2 separate regions of the Pan troglodytes genome follow, and region 2 is linked to region 1. Evidence: chromatin contacts called from public Hi-C data. All regions are on one chromosome and are shown on one strand. The core of a region is the stretch at or near the end of the contact, and the rest is flanking DNA. Distances in the headings are between cores, read along the strand shown. Region 1 overlaps ERICH1 (glutamate rich 1). Region 2 overlaps DLGAP2 (DLG associated protein 2).

Evidence for each region. Hi-C and Micro-C count contacts between places; a contact is called where the count stands out from the background.
Region 2: a contact with region 1 is called in a Hi-C map of induced pluripotent stem cells, with 2.3 times the contacts expected there. The contact joins two enhancer-like sites. A contact is called at or near these places in 2 of 7 Hi-C or Micro-C datasets (both in induced pluripotent stem cells) and 1 of 1 datasets of contacts at active chromatin or transcription factors (stem cell-derived excitatory neurons).

The regions. Positions count from the first base shown.
Region 1 is chr7:7,592,399-7,595,291 of NHGRI_mPanTro3-v2.0_pri, forward strand. The region is part of intron 1 of ERICH1 (glutamate rich 1); the gene reads right to left. Among named protein-coding and RNA genes, the nearest start is that of ERICH1, 13 kb to the right of the region's middle. Within about 2 kb of position 1,448, at least 2 of the 24 cell types and tissues checked have an H3K27ac peak or open chromatin away from gene starts, as enhancers often do. A contact at or near this core is called in induced pluripotent stem cells, where this site is marked.
Region 2 is chr7:7,853,555-7,856,447 of NHGRI_mPanTro3-v2.0_pri, forward strand. The region is part of intron 2 of DLGAP2 (DLG associated protein 2); the gene reads left to right. Among named protein-coding and RNA genes, the nearest start is that of DLGAP2, 240 kb to the left of the region's middle. Within about 2 kb of position 1,422, at least 4 of the 24 cell types and tissues checked have an H3K27ac peak or open chromatin away from gene starts, as enhancers often do. A contact at or near this core is called in induced pluripotent stem cells, where this site is marked.

The DNA.
Region 1 (2,893 bases), core at 198-2,697:
GTCAACAACTGCGAATGGGGAGAATTCCGTGCATCTGACGTGGTTTAACCACTAAACAGAGATTCTTTACTTTGCTTGTTTTAGTTTACGTTGTTTAAACTGTGGGACAAACGGTCATAATGAATAAATATTTCTGCCCTGATTTAAGTGTGGTTAATAAACAGGCATTGGTCTCAAAATAGCATAGTGGATAAGGTGTGGGGAAAAGTTAATGAAATGAATTCTTTTAACCTCATAAAATTTAGAAAAAAGATAGCTGCTTTAGAATAACCAAAAGTCGCACAGTGGAAATCAGCACTCCTGAAACAACTGCCTGGTGCCTTTAGGAACAGGGAGGCGGGGACTTGGCCTGACTAGAGGCGTGCAGGGATCTGTCATGGGCCCCCTGAGAGGAGACGCTGGGGGTGGCTTCTAGGCGAGGCAGGGAGGCTCCACGGCCCTACATGGGAACACTGTAGCTGAAGGCACAAATCCTTCCTAATTCTGGCCTCTGGGACAAACACGTGATAGAAATAACCCTCCTACAGGCCCCGCTGTTAAGAACACTATGTGGGTTTCCACGCAATGCTCACCAGAGCTCCCCGTGCCCTCCGTGGATGGACCATGAAAACCCTGAGCACAGAGCTCAGTGGGAGTGAGGTGTAGTGTGGTCATGAACAAGGTGGCTGCTCACTCAGACTCTCCACCTCCGCGGCTCCCAGAGAGTGAGCACAAAGCCTGCTTTTGCTGGGAGGAAACGACCTCTGGTTAAGTGGAAAACCTGAACTGAAACGATGTGATCCCTGAGACCCCGGGCTCTTCACCAGGTCCTGGCAATGAGAGGATCCCCATACGCTATATTTTGAATATGATGCAGAAATGCACTAGCACAGGATACCTCAAAAGCTCCTGCTGGCTGTGGTGAGCGGGTCCCACCCCTACAGAAAGGCCTTGCCTCAAGCATACCTGCCCGGCGGAGACACCTTGGCTCTCAGGGAGCAACAGGTGGTCTGTGAAATGCTTTTAAAAATGTGCTGCAGTGCTCCCAGGTATGTTCAAAAGAAGGTTCCAAGACTTCAGATAAAAATCCAATGGTAACATTTCCTTCAAATGTCAAAGAAGAAAATGTCCTATGCCAGATGACCAAGCTGGTGATGAGCAGAGGAGATGGTAGGCAGATAAGATGCACTTTATCCAACATCTTCATAAACCAGAACAAATTCTAAGACAAAACCATAACCAGCCGCCCAATTCTGCAAACAAGGACAGGGGCGCTCAGAGCTAAAGCCTTGCTGGGCCTGGGGCAGCCAACGCGGACATGTGGCTGAAGTCGCCTCCCCAGGCACAGCTGCCTGCGAGTGTCTGGAGCCAGGAAAATGCTACGGAGAAATCCCAGGCGATGGTCAGAGCCAGGCAATGCTGCAGAACGCCTGAGGCTGGGCAGGCACAAGACAGTCCCAGGGAGGGGGGCAGGCCAGGGCAGGCCCTGACTAAACAGCCACCGCCAGGAGACGCTGGGCCCAAGCAAGCATCAGATGACAGAGTTTTCTGAAACAAGGCAGCTGATCCCAAAGAAAATGGCAGAACACACCAGGGTAAGGATCGGAGCGCACTGAGAAACGGCACAACACATCAGGGTTTGGATCAGAGCGCACTGAGAAACCGCACAACACACCAGGGTACAGATTGGAGTGCACTGACAAACCGCACAACACACCAGGGTACAGATCGGAGCGCACGGAGAAACCGCACAACGCACAACACACCAGGGTACAGATTGGAGTGCAATGACAAACCGCACAACACACCAGGGTATGGATCGGAGCGCACGGAGAAACCGCACAACACACCAGGGTACGGATTGGAGCGCACTGAGTCTGGCCCCAGGTCACAGTCTTTCAAGGCTTCCTGAGGCAGATTTGGGAGCTAAAAGCGACATAATAAGAATGTGCCTTAAAAAAAAAGAAAGGTAGGGAGCATTTTCACTGAATTCCATCCACTGCCTGAAATAAATTACATTTATAGCCTAATTAACAGTGGTTTTCCACCAACACTGTTAAATTTCATGTTTCAAATGAAAATATCTGATATAGGTGTACAGTACATTTCGAATCTTTATAAAAATTCTAAAATGGAAGTAGAAGGCGGGAACAATCTAAAGTCAGCTGGCTTTAAATTCAGAGTGACAGCTGACAGGGGTTTCTCAGGGATAACTGACAAGGCAGAGGCCACCCTGGGAGTCACAAGCTCCGCCTTCTGTAACACAGGCATTTCTCTCGGAAGAGATTTACGTGATCCCAGCCTCACCACCTGAAAGCCAGGAATCAATCTGCTGGCACAGCGTGCAGGGACCACAGAACCCCAAGGCCTCTGGGTCTTCAGCCTCTAGGATTTCTGCAATTCCCCTGCACGCCTGCTCAGGCGCCACACGAGCAGATTCGAGAGGGGTGGTTCCCAGAACCATGCAGACCCATGTGTTGTGCGGTTTGTCATTGCACTTCAATCTGTACACTCTGGTGTGTTGTGCATTGTGCGGCTTCTCTGTGCGCTGCCATCTGTACCCTGGTGTGTTGTGCGGTTTGTCAGTGCACATGCCAATGCCCCAACACCCTCCTAAGGAGCTTCCCCATAGACCACCTAGGCAGGTCCTGGACTCACCTCCCACCGGGAGCCCAGGCCCTGGGGCCACTGCCTGGGCTGAGAGCCCGACCCTCGGGGCTTTGCCACACGAAAGCCCCAGGCCTGGCGAGGCTCAGGGAGGCCGTTTCAACCGTGAAAACTTGGGTTTCTGCCCCACCCCAGCCCTGGCTGTTTGAGCCGTCATCCAACAGCAGGCTCCCACATCGACCAGGCTCCGATCCTGCCCCATCCACCCTCCGTGCCCCACTTTGCTCCCATTTTCCTCATCCTCCAC
Region 2 (2,893 bases), core at 172-2,671, 260 kb after region 1:
CTCCTGTGCTCAGCACCCCCATTTGTGTGTCCCTGTGATTGCACGAAGGCTCTGGGAAGCTGCGCTTGGGCAAACCCTTAGCGTGACCCCCTGACTCCCCCAGGGAGTCACACATTGATTGTCATCTGATCTCCTGGGATGTGTATTGGCATTTGTCTGAGTAACTTGGTGCTTCTGTGAGAATAGTGCTGTTTCTTAGGTTTTTTTTTTTTGACAGAGTCTCACTCTGTCACCCAGGCTGGAGTGCAGTGGTGCGATCTGGGCTTATTGCAAGCTCTGCCTCCCGGGTTCACACCATTCTTCTGCCTCAGCCTCCCGAGTGTCTGGGACTACAGGTGCCCGCCACCACGCCCGGCTAATTTTTTGTAGTTTTTATAGAGACGGGGTTTCACCGTATTAGCCAGGATGGTCTCGATCTCCTGACCTTGTGATCCGCCCACCTTGGCCTCCCAAAGTGCTGGGATTACAGGCGTGAGCCACCGTGCCCGGCCCGTTTCTTAGTTTTTAGTTGTCACACAGTGTGCATGACAGAGTGACTAGATAGGGGTTCTTTCTGTTTTTATTTCTAGATTGAAATTTTGCATGGTAACAGCAGACAGGTAATACCTGTCTAGGTGGCTGCCACCGCAAAGCCCATGTTATCACTCTGATTGTCAGGACTGAATGCCATAGTGGTCTTGAGAATTCTCTATGAACTCTGTGGACTGCAGAGCCCTTCTCATTACAAAAGAACTGCCATTACACACAGATAGAAACAGCAATAGCACAGCAGCTCCCCCGTCCCTGACGGTGGCTGCCAGCAGCCTTCGTAGCACAGTCTGTGCATAAAGCAGGAGGAAAAGCCACCGGCCGCCCTGTCCTGCTGCCGGGGTTGCGCACCGGGCGAGGGCTCTGGGACGTCGGGTAGCAGCACCACCTGCTGGACACCGGTGGCTGCACTCGGCTGCACCTGGGGCTGGAACGGCTTCAGGCTCCCAGGAAGGCGCCTCCCAAGAGAGACTTTCTAGTTCGCTCTGGGATGGCATCCCTGGCTCCGGGTGCGCCCGCATCTGCCAGGAAGACTGTCTTTCAATTGAACACAGCAGCCGAGTCATGCTTTACAGTTGTTCTTACTGTAAGAACAACCCAGGAGCCCGGGGAGCTGCATCTGCAGGGCTGCCCCACACCCTCTACCAGGAATCTCCCGGGGTCCACGCTCGTTCCTGTCAGGGGCTGGGCGCCAGGTGGTTTGGGCCCTGGGGACGGGGGCGGGGGTCCTGTCAGCAGAGGGGTCCTGTCAGCAGAGGGGTCCTGTCAGCAGGGGCTCCCTCACACAGGACGTAATTTTGCGGGAAGGATTTTCATGTTGAGCTGGCCTTGCACTTGCTGCGACAGGCCCCGCACGTCCGCGCGGCTCAGCCCTGCCCTTACACTAAGCGTACAGACGGTGGCGGCTGTGTTCCAGTAAGATGTGGCCCGTGGAGTCTGTGGTGGCTGCAGGTTGCCGATCCTGGACCCACAGGTTGCCGGGCCCCTCGGTGTGCCTGCCAGTCTCACACCAACCGGCCCAGGCCCCGCTGGCCTCAGCCTGGTCACCACCTCCACACGCGGCGCTGTCTGCTCTTGGCCCGGCCATCCTGTCCTGGCCCTCCCTGCCCACGGCTCCGGGAAGGGCTCTGCCAAGAGACTTCTCCATTCCCACCCGTCACCTTTGAGGATCCGGCTCCCCGGTCCCTCCTGTGCCAGCCAGCATGTGCCATGGCTCCCCGACCCTGTGCCAGCCCGTGTGTGCCATGGCTCCCGACCCCGTGCCAGCCCATGTGTGCCATGGCTCCCCAACCCTGTGCCAGCCCGTGTGGGCCATGGCCACACCGACCCCGTGCCAACCCGCGTGTGCCATGGTTTCCACCGACCCCGTGCCAGCCCGCATGCGCCATGGCTTCCCTGATCCCATGCCAGCCCGCGTGTGGGCCATGGCTCCCCCGACCCCGTGCCAGCCCTCGTGTGCGCCATGGCTCCCCCGACTCCGTGCCAGCCCGCGTTTGCGCCATGGCTCCCCCCCGACCCCGTGCCAGCCCGCCTACGCCATGGCCCCCCGCGAGTGCGCCATGGCTCCCCCGACCCCGTGCCAGCCCGCGTGCGTCATGGCCCCACCGCGTGTGCGCCATGGCTCCCCCGACCCCGTGCCAGCCCGCGTGCGCCATGGTTCCACTGACCCTGTGCCAGCCAGTGCGGGCTGATCTGCTGCCCAGCTGTGGGCGTCCTGAACCCCAGGCTGTGGGACAGCTTGGGCCGGGAGAGAAGATCTTTCACTTTGATTTGGGGCATAGGTGGAGGCTCCCCGCTACGGCCCTGTGTGGAGGACCCTGTTTCCTGGGTGCTGTGATGCCACTGGCCTCAGCCCTGGCTCCTCATGCGTGTCGCCTGCGGGCGTGAGGTCCGTGCAGAGGAAGGAAGAGGACGGAAGACGTGAGCTTAGCCCGCCCTGGGTGCAGGAAGAGTGGGTGAAGCGGGCGACAGGGTCCCATGCGAGCGCGGCCCTCGTGGTGGAGGCTTCTTCCTCTTCCTTCCTCAGGCCCGACCTCCATCTCTCCCACCACACCACCACGCCTGCTGGGTGATGGCGGGGTCACAGCAGGGGAGACGTTGGCTCCTCCGCTCTGCTCCCTGAGCCCCACGGGGCCTGAGTGCAGAGGAAGGAGGTGAAGTAAGCGGTGACAGTGGGTTCCTCAAGGCGCCGTGGAAGGCGAGGCTGCGTTCTCAGAGCCAGGCCGGGGTTGCAGTGTGGAAATGCCGCGGCGCTGCCCGGCCCCATGTCTCCCTGCTGCTCCAGCGCAGCCCAGGCCACCCTTCTCAGTGCCCCTGGGGCTGAGTGAGCAGGGCTCAGGCCGTGGGGAGCCAGCCTTGTCAGACA